Regions from separate parts of the Mus musculus genome. Here region 2 is linked to region 1. The links are chromatin contacts, called in public Hi-C maps. All regions are on one chromosome and are shown on one strand. The core of a region is the stretch at or near the end of the contact, and the rest is flanking DNA. Distances in the headings are between cores, read along the strand shown.

What was found. Hi-C and Micro-C count contacts between places; a contact is called where the count stands out from the background.
Region 2: a contact with region 1 is called in a Hi-C map of CD8 T cells, with 2.5 times the contacts expected there. The contact joins two enhancer-like sites. A contact is called at or near these places in 1 of 484 Hi-C or Micro-C datasets (CD8 T cells) and 1 of 9 other capture datasets (embryonic stem cells).

The regions. Positions count from the first base shown.
Region 1 is chr9:32,898,122-32,904,085 of GRCm38.p6, forward strand. Gm27162 (predicted gene 27162) reads right to left here. Exons shown (of 4, transcript NR_131058.1): 4 at 5,948-5,964. Among named protein-coding and RNA genes, the nearest start is that of Gm27162, 28 kb to the right of the region's middle. Within about 2 kb of position 3,385, at least 53 of the 459 cell types and tissues checked have an H3K27ac peak or open chromatin away from gene starts, as enhancers often do. A contact at or near this core is called in CD8 T cells, where this site is marked.
Region 2 is chr9:33,092,598-33,098,561 of GRCm38.p6, forward strand. No RefSeq gene overlaps it. Among named protein-coding and RNA genes, the nearest start is that of Gm27166, 64 kb to the left of the region's middle. Within about 2 kb of position 3,249, at least 5 of the 459 cell types and tissues checked have an H3K27ac peak or open chromatin away from gene starts, as enhancers often do. A contact at or near this core is called in CD8 T cells, where this site is marked.

The sequences.
Region 1 (5,964 bases), core at 2,135-4,634:
TAAAACCTCTGATATTGTGTTTTGTTTTAATCAGGGGTTCACCATGTATCATTGAATGGCCTTAGATGAGCTATAGACCAGAATGGATCGAAGTCACAGAGATCCATCTGCCTCTGCTTCTGCTGGGTTTAAAGGCTTACAGTACCACACCCAGCTCCAACATGTGTTTTTATAGACTACAAACATCTGCAGCCCCCTAGGTCTCATATGTCTCCTCATTCTTGTGTCTTTACACAGTCTAAAACCTCTACAGGCTCACTGGCACTATCGTCATTTTCTGCCGAATCTGTCTGGAGATGACAGAAACATTGTGGCATTTGCTACTTACTGTCACGTTGCATTGAAGTGCAGAGCTGATGTAGGTAAGCACTCAGAAGGGACACTTATTTTTCTTTTGTTTGTTTATCTAATCACTTTTCTGAGACTAAACTATTTGTAGGCGCAATGTGTTTATTTTCATTCATGCAGATGTGCTGCCTATGTAAGGCAAAATGAATATTTAGGAGATGTAAGTTGAGAGGGACATAGACGTGTGCATAACAGGGAATTCAAGTCTCAAAACCCCTTACATGTGTATAAGAGTTATCGTCTTTTTCTGCATCTACAGCTAATGGTCCACAGCCAGTGATAGAATATTAAACTTGTTTTGTAGATTCTAACACCAAGATTCTCTAGAATCCAATCTCTTCAATTTCTCCAACACTTCTTTATTGAGATATCTCAGTCCAGGCTCAGTTCTACCTTAAAGTGCATGTAGACTGTACCACGCTGAGGATGTAGTTCTGAAATCAAGCCTTGGGTCATTCCTTTACTTTCCATGGAATCCTGGGAAATCAATGTAGGGAAATAGTCATGTAGTATTTATCAGTCCTTGAAATTGTCTGATGCATCAGTCTTCCTTTGCAGGAATAACACCCATTTAATTGCTGGCACCTGTGGCAGCGCTGTGGCTGCAGAATGGAAGAGTGGCCGAGACTAGCAGCTACTCATTAGTAGTACTCACAGTTGTAAATGCTGGTGTATACTGTGTATGGTAACAGATTCAGTTTCTGGTACCCATTGGATACACAGTGATGGAAGCATCAATCCAGTAGGCTCCATACTTCCATGCCATCTGCATCTCCCTCCAATTCTCTTCTCACCAAGATCCAGAGTACTTCTTTACTGTATCACCTCATTAGTGTCTTCATCGGGTTCTTTAACAGATCCTGTATGATGGGGTGAGGGCTTTGCTCTGTAATGTAGCTCTCCAGCCCACTATGATCTAGATTTTATCCAAAATCATAAGCTCACCTTCTGCTTCATGTGTGTTGCATATCATACGACCTTATGGACATGAAAGACCCTCCTCTTCTTTCTGCCCCTTTGGCAGGTTATTACCTCTGTCTATTATATCTGCTCACTTCTTAGCACACACTCTCCGAGATTTTTCATTATTTCAATTATATTTCTATTAGCATTACAATGCAAAGGCATTTACGTGCCAGTCCTGGTGGTAGATAATGGAATATGTGTCAGTCTGTTTCCTCATTCATAAAAGGAAAGCTTTCTTTGGTCCCCCTTAGGTACCTTCTAGAGTTATACGATGACTTCGGTGCTGATAAGGTTGATTGTTTAGCAGGGGCAGTCTAAAGATAGAGAATTTAGGTCCCCTGGGCAAGCTTTTGCCCCTGCATAAAATCAAAGAGGGCACGTTTTGCTAATGTGCTTTATCTTGCCCATCAGCTCTGATTACTAATTCCACAGGGTGATCACAGTTACTGGGCCTCCTCATCTAAAGAGATGCAATCCTAGGAACACTGCCCTTTGACCTACTGGCTGCCCTGTGCATTACTCACCCTGTCACTGGTCCCGAGTCTGGCCCATCATCTGCTGGGAACTCTACAGTCTGGAGAAGCAGCAGAATGAAACAGGACGCTTGCTGGGTGAGAGGGCAAGGGTGGAGACTATGACACTGGGAGGAACACGCAACTCAGGCCAAACACATAGTGTACTAAGCCTTTGAGTCCAAGGACAGAGTCAGAGAGAGGGGCCAGGTGCTCTTAAAAAATGAGGTGCCTGGCCATTGATATCCAGATGCTGGGGAAAAGTATGGGTTTGCCAAAGCAAAATTAAGGCATGAGGGCAGTGTTGACTGATGTGCTGGTGACTCTAGCAGCTTCTGTCTTTTGCTTTTGTTCTTCATTCAGAACAGAGCACTGGCTGCAATAATAAACAATGCAGAGCAGACAGAGTTCTGTAGTGAGATAACTGTGCCCCACAGACAGTGCCCCTGGGCTAGAACCTGACTTCACAGGGACCATATCCAGGTAGACAGGAACCTTGAAAGATTCCATACCAGATGTGAGTCTTGAGGACTTAACGATACACCCTTCTTTCCAAATTGGGTATATGCTTTTGATAGTTGTATTCCAGCATGTTCCTAGGAAAATGAATGATGAGTGAAAGTAGATGAGGAAATAAAACAAATTAATGTACTGACTGAGAGAATACAAAACCTTGGTAACTGAAGGAGTAAGAAATGATAAGCCTAAAAACTCCAGCACTGTCAGAAACAGGGCTCCGCAGCAGAATCACACTGTAAGCAAATTCCTCCATCACTTTATCATCTCGGGGGTGGATGTGCAAGGGGTGTTTGTGAAGTTAAGTTTGAAAGTAGTGAGAGATGACGGAGGCAGATGCACAAAGCTACTCTTCTCTCCATTCACCAATGTGTGAGATCTGAGGTAATGTGCTCCTACAGAAGGTGATCTTTTATGGAGAGCAAAGTCAGAGATGGAAAGGAAAGACATCTTAGTAGACACAAATGCTATGCTTCTGTGAAGGCTATGTTTGCCTTCCTAGATATTTGCCCATTAGGGTAGGCTTTTATCTTATTTATGGTTGTTCTCGCATTACACACCTCCAGCTACTAAACTCTGGAAATCTAGGGGTTGAGGTGGAAATTGCAATTATCAAGTTTTCTACATAATGAGAACCAAGGAAAGGATGCCGTCTGACTCTCAAAGCCAGTACCTTTGCCTTTAACGTAGAATCCACAGTCAATCCAGGCTCTCATGCATCCTTTGCTGCTGATCACATGGAAGCCCTTTGTTCTCGGGGATGTTTGAATGTAGACAAACCTTCAGACTAGGCCATGCTGGCTCTCACTGAAGCACTTGCTGGAGTAAATCAGAGCTGATGGATTCAGCTTGAGGAGGGGCTGGAGAGATGCTTGCAGAGTGCCGTAAACAGGACATGGAGGAAGTCGGGAGCTGGATTGGAGTTGTTAACCCCCCCTACACCCCATTGTCAGGAAATGTGGGGAGCTGACAGCTACAGAGCACACAATGATGCAGCAGGAAGTGGCCTTTATAAATACAGAGGTCAGGGCCAGCCCGGCAAACAATAGGGGAAATGATGAAGGCAGGCAGTGGGCGTGGGGGGCAGAGAGGACCTGGATGATTCTATCAGTGACAAGAGCTGAGCAAGGAGTTGTGGGGTTTGCTGAAGGAGGTCTGGGGGTTGCAAATAAAACAATACAAGTTGCCAGGTGACTCAGTAGCCACAACAGAAGGCAGTGGGATGTGTAAATAGTTTACTGTATGGGCCATTGTTCCTTCAAGAACCTCTCCCTAGCTTCTACGTGTCAAAGGTCTCTCTGTTACTGACTTACCGGAAGCTAGTCCAGTGTTCAGAGGGTGCTATTCTGTGCCATGGGGCAATGGGCTATTGGACCATATTCTTTGTCTGTGTTTACCTTGGAACCCCAATGAAAGCAAGACGGAGGATCTGCAGGAATCAGGCTAAGGGTCCGGTGCTCAGCTTTGGTGTCATCTCTCTGGATCTCTCTAGTGAATGGATGTAGATGAACAGGGAGCTACTTTATTAAGTCATAAATGTACTGTTGTAAGTAAGCTGAGACTCAGAGTACAGAAGAGGCAACAAATCAAGGTGGGATGCTTGGCTGCTTCTCCAGAATGAAATTCCATGTTGGTTAAGCAGGTGAGCAAGTGGATACTTGTAAAGTTTTCTAAAGAACCTACAGTATTTACTTAGTGGCCTGTGCTATTCTTCCTATGAATTGACTACCTCAATCTTTTAGGCTCAGTTTCCACTCAGTACTCGGATACCTATGGAATGCTAAGCTTCTAGGAACAATGAGATTCCACATAAGACCCTTCTTCCTTTCCATCGTTGCCCAGGCAGCCCATGTCTGTGGAATATTAGATATTCATATTTTATCTTGACATGCTAGCTGTGTTAAAGAAGCAAGCATATGTTACATTTGTCCCTGGAGCATATGTGATTGTACTGAAATCAAATACTATGTTTAATCCTTCCAGATATTTATTTATTTATTTATTTACTTATTTATTTATTTATTTTTGGTTTTTCGAGACAGGGTTTCTATGTATAGCCCTGGCTGTTCTGGAACTCACTCTGTAGACAAGGCTGGCTTCGAACTCAGAAATCCACTTGCCTCTGCCTCCCAAGTGCTGGGATTACAGGCATACACCACCACTGTAATCACAAAGGCATAGGCTATATGTGAATACATATTGTGTACTATCAATAGGATGTTACATGTACCATATACCACATATTGTTTTAAAGTATTTCATTACAAATTATACACACACACACACACACACACACACACACACACACACATGTATATATATACACACACACACACATATATATAGTATCATTTTGATCAGTGACTATTTGAAAATATGGAAAATTTGAAACATAAAATTGGATATAGAATATCTTCTCAACTGTAAATATACATGTAAATTTAAAAGATTAAAAACAATGTAAAAGACTAGAATTTTTCACTCATTCGGCAAAGATAGTTTTTCTTGATAGAATTCTTAAAATCCTAATAGGAGAAAACTTTTTTCTTTTTCTAGAATTTTAAAAGAATCTGTATTTAATAACCAATTTAATCATTAAAATCATTGGTAAGTATGAAGTTGAAATTTCAAATTTAGATCCCTCCATTATCCCCTCAGACAGAATGAAGATGTAAGAGTCTTCAAATAACTCAGAGAGGAAGATATGGGGTACAGTTATGTCTTGCAGGTCTTTTTAAAGCTCATGGAGCTGAATAAAACAATATTCAACAGTTTGAAGCATGATAACATGAAGGCATGGGGATCTCCCAGCTACCGTATAATTTTATGTACATCTATCTATTGATCTATTTATCTACGTATTTACAACCTATCCATCAATGTATCTATCTATATAACTCTATTTTCTATTACCTATCTATTATCTCTTGGCTTCTGAAAAACTACTGAAGGGAAAAGAAGAGAGTGTATGGCAAGCTCCTTCATGGTATTGGATAGTGGAATTGAAAAATTCATTTGAAGACCTAGAGGCTTAAATGGTCGACATTGTCATATTGTCGATACTAAAAATTTTGCAGGTAGACACCTATTTGATTAAAGGATAAACAATTTCACTTCAAAAAGGCAACATTGTTGGACGTTGTGCACCTAGGATTGGTTAAGAAATGTTCATTGACTCTCTTGATTCCCTCTCATACGTCATATATCATTAGCAGTGTTTTCTATGTGCTAAATCTTTTAATCCTTGCATTGAACTCATGACTTCAATGCTTTTATTGTTTGGATTTTATTACTTAGTAACCTGAGACACAGAATGTGAAGCAAGTTTCCCAAGAGTCACAGTCACAAAACTAGTTGAGAAATCGGGAACTGAACCTGAGATCTGTGCAAGGCTCTGCTTTCAAGCTCAGTTGTCACTGTGACCGAATACAGCAGTTGTGTCCAAGTTAAATGGCCCTGCACTGAATTGTTTGTGTTCCCATATTTTCTTCAAGAGGGTTCCTTCAGTGTAATCCAAAACTACATCTTAACTGAAAAGAAAGTTGTGAAAGTAAATAGTTGTGTTTGCTTACAATCCAAAAGTCCTATTCAATACTCATTCATGTAGTAAATATTTATTAAG
Region 2 (5,964 bases), core at 1,999-4,498, 190 kb after region 1:
GCTGCACATCTGCTGCATATGTAAAGGGGCCCACATCCAGCCTATGCATGTGTTTTGGTTAGTGGTTCAGTCTCTGTGAGCCCCCATGGGCCCAAGTTAATTGACTTTGTAGGTCTTCTCGTGGTGACCTTCACCTCTCTAGGCCTCAATCTTTCCCCCAACTCTCTGACAAGACTCCCTGAGCAAGGTCCACCTAATGTTTGGCTTTGGGTCTCTGCAGCTGCCTACATCTACTGCTGGCTGAAGTCTCTCGGAGGACAGTTATGCTAGGCTCCTGTCTGAAAGCACAGCAGAATATTATTAATAGTTTCTGGGGTTGGCTTTTTCCGATGGGGTGGATCTTATGGTCGGCCAGTCATTGGTTGACCATTCCCTCAATCTCTGGAGTTAGGAGAGTCTTCTTAGACCAGTATACCATGTGTGTTGTCCTTCTAATGTGTTTTCAGCATTCTAAGGTGTCTATAATGACTTAACTCCTTCCACACAGTCCATTACCTTTAGTCCATGAGGCTATGGTCCAATTCTGTCTCTTGAAGTAAGCTCTTTGAGGAGTTTACCACAGTGCAGTGGATCCTGTATCCAAGTGTAAAATATTTGATACAGGTCTTTCTTCTTCTTCCTTCTTTCTTCCTTCTTCTTCTTCTTCTTCTTCTTCTTCTTCTTCTTCTTCTTCTTCTTCTTCTTCTTCTTCTTCTTCTTCTTCTTCTTCTTCTTCTTCTTTTTCTTCTTCAGTTAAAATGCTTGTGGTAGCTTTCTAATGCCTGGGTTAGCTCTGATGTCAGCTTCTCTACAAGATAAATACCAAACCATCATTTGCTTAATCCAGGAGGGAATTGAGTTTTATTTATAATATGCTCCAGGCAAGATTTCCAGATATTAAATGTATTTTTCTCCACATGGAGAGACAGGGGCATTGGCTCCTTCTGTCATGGACTTGTCCTTGGCTTTGAAGTTTTCTGTAATCCAGGTATCTACCAGTAGAGCCATTCCATCTGGCTTCAAAATCACACAAAGGAACCACACCCACTTTTTATCATAAGGAAGTAAGCATATGGCCTAATCCACAGGAATGATGAAAATGTAGCCCTGACTACCGAGCCCATTTTGAGAGGAGCTCTGAACTGGGAACTTGTGTTTAGCTGTCTTAAAGACAAACTTCTTTTCATTCTTCTTTATTCCCTTCTCCGCCATTTTTCTACCCCTTCCTCTTTTCGGCAAAGATTGGGCTGGCCTGAGACTTGCTTAATAGTCTATTTATAATGTACTTCTTATGTGGGTTCTTAATTTTCTGTTTCTAAACCATGTTTCTCATTTTGGTAATTAAAATTCTTGATGAACAGTCACACCTGTTATGCAATAGCACAATCTTTTATATAGTACATCACCTATCTTGAATATATTCTGTTCCTATTAAATATGTTTCATGTCCTTTACAATAAATATTATTTTTATGCTAAATTCCCCTAAAGTGGCCGAATATTGCCCTCTTCTCCCCTATGATGACTCCTTGAAACAAATATATAAGTAGACTCTTATTTTGAAGAATTGGCACAGTGCTTTGTGTAACATTTGCTCCTCAAACATGTTTGGAATAATTACAAGGTTCCAAACATGGCAAATGCTTTGGTGAAAGAAATGAAAATCCTTCAGTCTCTAACCAGGAGGAATTTGGTCAAGACTGACAAGAAAATCAAAAGGCTTAGGGACTTTTACATGTTGACATGACCATGAAGAAGCGGATAATATTTACACAGAATGAGCAGAGCCAGCATCGAGGGCAAGCAGTATGAGATCACTCACTTTATTGCTTGATCTGCTGAGATGATCTCAACGCAGAAGCCACTCTTAATGGCAACAACATTACTATTAATTAAAGTAAGTTTTATAGCACAATGCTTTATCCAGCATTGTCATTCAGGTCATGTGGTTTGCCCCCCCCCAAATGAATTTATGAAATTCCTAGGCAAATGGATGGACCTGGAGGGTATCATCCTGAGTGAAGTAACCCAATCACAAAGGAACTCGCACAATATGTACTCACTGATAAGTGGATATTAGCCCAGAAACTTAGGATACCCAAGATATAAGATACAACTTGCCAAACGCATGAAATTCAAGAAGAACGAAGACCAAAGTGTGGACACTTTACCCTTTCTTAGAAATGGGAACAAAACACCCATGGAAGGAGTTACAGAGACAAAATTTGGAGCTGTGACGAAAGGATGGACCATCTAGTGATTGCCATATGCAGGGATCCATCCCATAATCAGCTTCCAAATGCTGACACCATTGCATACACTAGCAAGATTTTGCTGAAACGACCCAGATATAGCTGTCTCTTGTGAGACTATGCTGGGGCCTAGCAAACACAGAAGTGGATGATCACAATCAGCTATTGGATGGGTCACACGGCCCCCAATGGAGGAGCTAGAGAAATTACCCAAGGAGCTAAAGGGAACTGCAACCCTATAGGTGGAACAACAATATGAACTAACCAGTACCCGGAAGCTTTTGTCTTTAGCTGCATATGTATCAAAAGATGGCCTAGTCGGCCATCACTGCAAAGAGAGGCCCATTGGACTTGCAAACTTTATATGCCCCAGTACAGGGGAACGCCAGGGCCAAAAAGGGGGAGTGGGTGGGTAGGGGGTTGGGGGGGTGGGTATGGGGGACCTTTGGGATAGCATTGAAAATGTAAACGAGAAAAATACCTAATTAAAAAAAAACTTTTACTCATTTTGATTCTGAAAGATTGTGAGCATATTTGCCAACAGTATAAAAAAAGAAAGAAAGAAAGAAAGAAAGAAAGAAAGAAAGAAAGAAAGAAACCATAGTGCTTGTCTATAAGGAGTTTTGAATTATTGTATTGTGCACCTTTAATTTCTTCCAGTTTTGAAAAGCGAGTCAATGGCAAACCCCTTGGGTTGAATGCACTTTGTGCCCCAGAGTATTGAAACAGTGGATGGGCAGAGTGTACTTTATACAGTTGCATGTAACAGTTTAAACCTATGGCTAGGAAGCTATTGCCAAGTTGCTTTTCCCATGGATGTGCTAACTTGTACTCTGATTATATATTTCTCTGGTGATCTCCAAACATTCAGATTTGAATTAGGGTCCTAACAGACAGACTAGCTTTTCTTGAGGCTGTCATGAACTCTAATTGAGGTAAAGATCTTTGCTAGTGAAGAGCTCACAACCAAAAGCCTTGTACTTGACCATCCTGCCTGTGAGGGAACTATATTAAATTTGAGCAGTGTTACAGCGACACCTGCCGGACTTTCTCTAACTAGCAAGTGCAATTCCAGCAGATCAGGGTTCTGTGTAATCACAAATATTTCTCACACATATGAGAAGTAAAGTAATTTTCCATGAAAACAAAATCAAACGGTTATCTCTCCTTCAGTATATGAAATAAGGCTTTTCCTGAGGTAAGAAGAATTAACATTGAGCACTCAATTTAACACAAAGACAAGATTAAAATAATGTCTTTATCTCCCATCCAGAAGTTAAGTAGTATCATGGTATTTTGGTTATGTAATCACACCACAGTCTGTAAATATGAGTGCATTTACACAAGCACCTGAAGAACAATTTTAAAATCATTCTTTTTGGCTCAAAAATAAATGTCAAATTCTCAGTTCATTGAGGCTGCTGGGGAGAATGCTCACTTTAGAGATCTGCTTATCCAGAATATGGTTGCTACTTCTTTGTCTCACTTCTCCTCCTCTCCTCTCCTCTCCTCTCCTCTCCTCTCCTCTCCTCTCCTCTCCTCTCCTCTCCTCCCCTCCCCTCCCCTCCCCTCCTCTCCTCTTCTCTTCACGTCTTCTATCTCACAGTTTCTTTTCAATGCTCCCCCCTACACACACACAGGGCAAGCTGCAGTGCATAGCAGCAATATCGTGGATTCCTTAAAAGCTTTGCAGTTGAGCTGAAACCCATATTTCAGATGAGTCTCAAAGTCATCAGATTCAAGCTTGTCACATTTTCTGAACACAAAATTCCAGACATGTTTTATTCACTATCTGTTTGCATCGTTGAGGTAAACATCTCCAACTCATTTCGAAGTTGGGAGATAGCCAAGAAGTCTCAACCCATCATTTCTAGATGTTTTGTTGTATGCTTTGATTCCTCCTTTGGTCAGGTATCTCATTGCTTCATAGCCCCTCTAAACACTAGGCTCAGTTGCTCATGAGAGCACCCTCCCCTACTGACATTTGAAACACTGGACCTCTCATTCATTTTTTAGTTGTATGATGTGAGCTCTAAACCATTCTTCAGTTTGCATAAGGAAAGAGGCTGAGAAACCTAGGCATGTGGTGTGGCATGGCAGGCTGCTGGCCTGCTTGGTGCTCTAGTATCTATAGTCTACCTCGGCAGCACTGTGATTCACTGATGCTAAGGAATAAAAAGACATCGGTCTGACTTCCATGATGAAAGCCTCAAGCTTGGCTCTTACACTGATTCCCAGGTAGTTTTGGACAGTGTCTGTCCCTCCTTGTTTTGTTTTGTGTTTGAAGGAAGATAATGTCTTTAATTAACCTACTGTTTATAAAGAATTTCATATGAGCATTGTGTTTAATACCCTGCCCTCAATGTGTGCACAACTCTACCCTACTGTGCTCAATCTAAAAATTATGGCTTCTTTTTATTTTCTTTAAACATATTCATATACATATATTTCAGTAGAACATGTGTACACACATAAGCCATTGATACCATTTAGTGTAATGCTATCATATAGATATAGAGATAGAGATAGAGATAGAGAGATATAGGACATATGACATATATAGGATATATGATATACGACATACGATATATGATATATGTTTTTAGGGCTAACCACTTGGTATTAGATAAGCAACTATGGGCTTCAATCCAGGGAAGACTGATTCTTTCTCTCTTTAGCAGTCATTGCCTGTGGATCTTCATCTAGGAGTGGGACCTTGTGAGACTTCCCTCACCCACATAGGCATGCCACCTATTGTTGTCCCTGTGTTGGTCAACTTTAGGCAATCACAATGTTGAAATTTTGTGGGTGAAGCTTTCCTGTCATATAGAGAAGACATACTATCTGCATCCATGTTTCTGGTTTTTACAATCTTTCCACCCGGTCTTTTGTGATGTTTGCTTAACCTCAGGTGTAGGGGTTGTGTTGTAAATGTATCAGTTGGTATTGGGCACACACCATTCCTTGTTCTCTGTGTTTTGACTAGTTGTGCCTTGCTGTAATAATGATCCTGTGCTGCAAACAGAAGCATCTTTGATGAGGAGTGAAAGCTACAGTTACTAGGTTGGATGGGTGCACAGATATGTGTCCTAGGCTAGGCCAAGCTGGACCTGGGCACAGGATGAATGCACCAGACAGAACCTGGAGGTTGGATGTGGTACAAACTTAAGTCGAGCTAGCTGGCTGAACTTGGCGATGCACAGGATGTGTGATCAAAGATCACTGTAAATTGATCTCATATGTTTGCACTTCCTAGGCTTGGGTATTTACTCTTGAAGGAAGATAATTATTTTTTTAATTATGGGTTATATATTTACCCTTGTTACACAGTTGTCATAGTAAAATCCATGTGGTAGAGATTTACCCCTGTTATACTGTCTTCGGAGTAAAAAATATGGATAAATGTATTCTAACGATATGTGATATGATAAATCAGGGACACAAGAGAAATACAGTTGTCTGAGCATCAGTGGAGTTCATTCCAGGATCCCAACATAAATACAAATCGAAGAATGATAAAGTCAATTATAGAAAAAAATATATCATTTACTAGACTCATGTATACTATACAGCTTCTATAGATTATTTAAAAGAACTAATGTGATGTGAGTGCTATATAAACAGATGTGACACTGTATGTTTTAGGGAGAAACAAAGATGCTGCTGATGTTGACCTCAGATACTCTGAATATTTTCTGTTCATGTTGGTTGAACTGTCTGATGTGACACCAGCA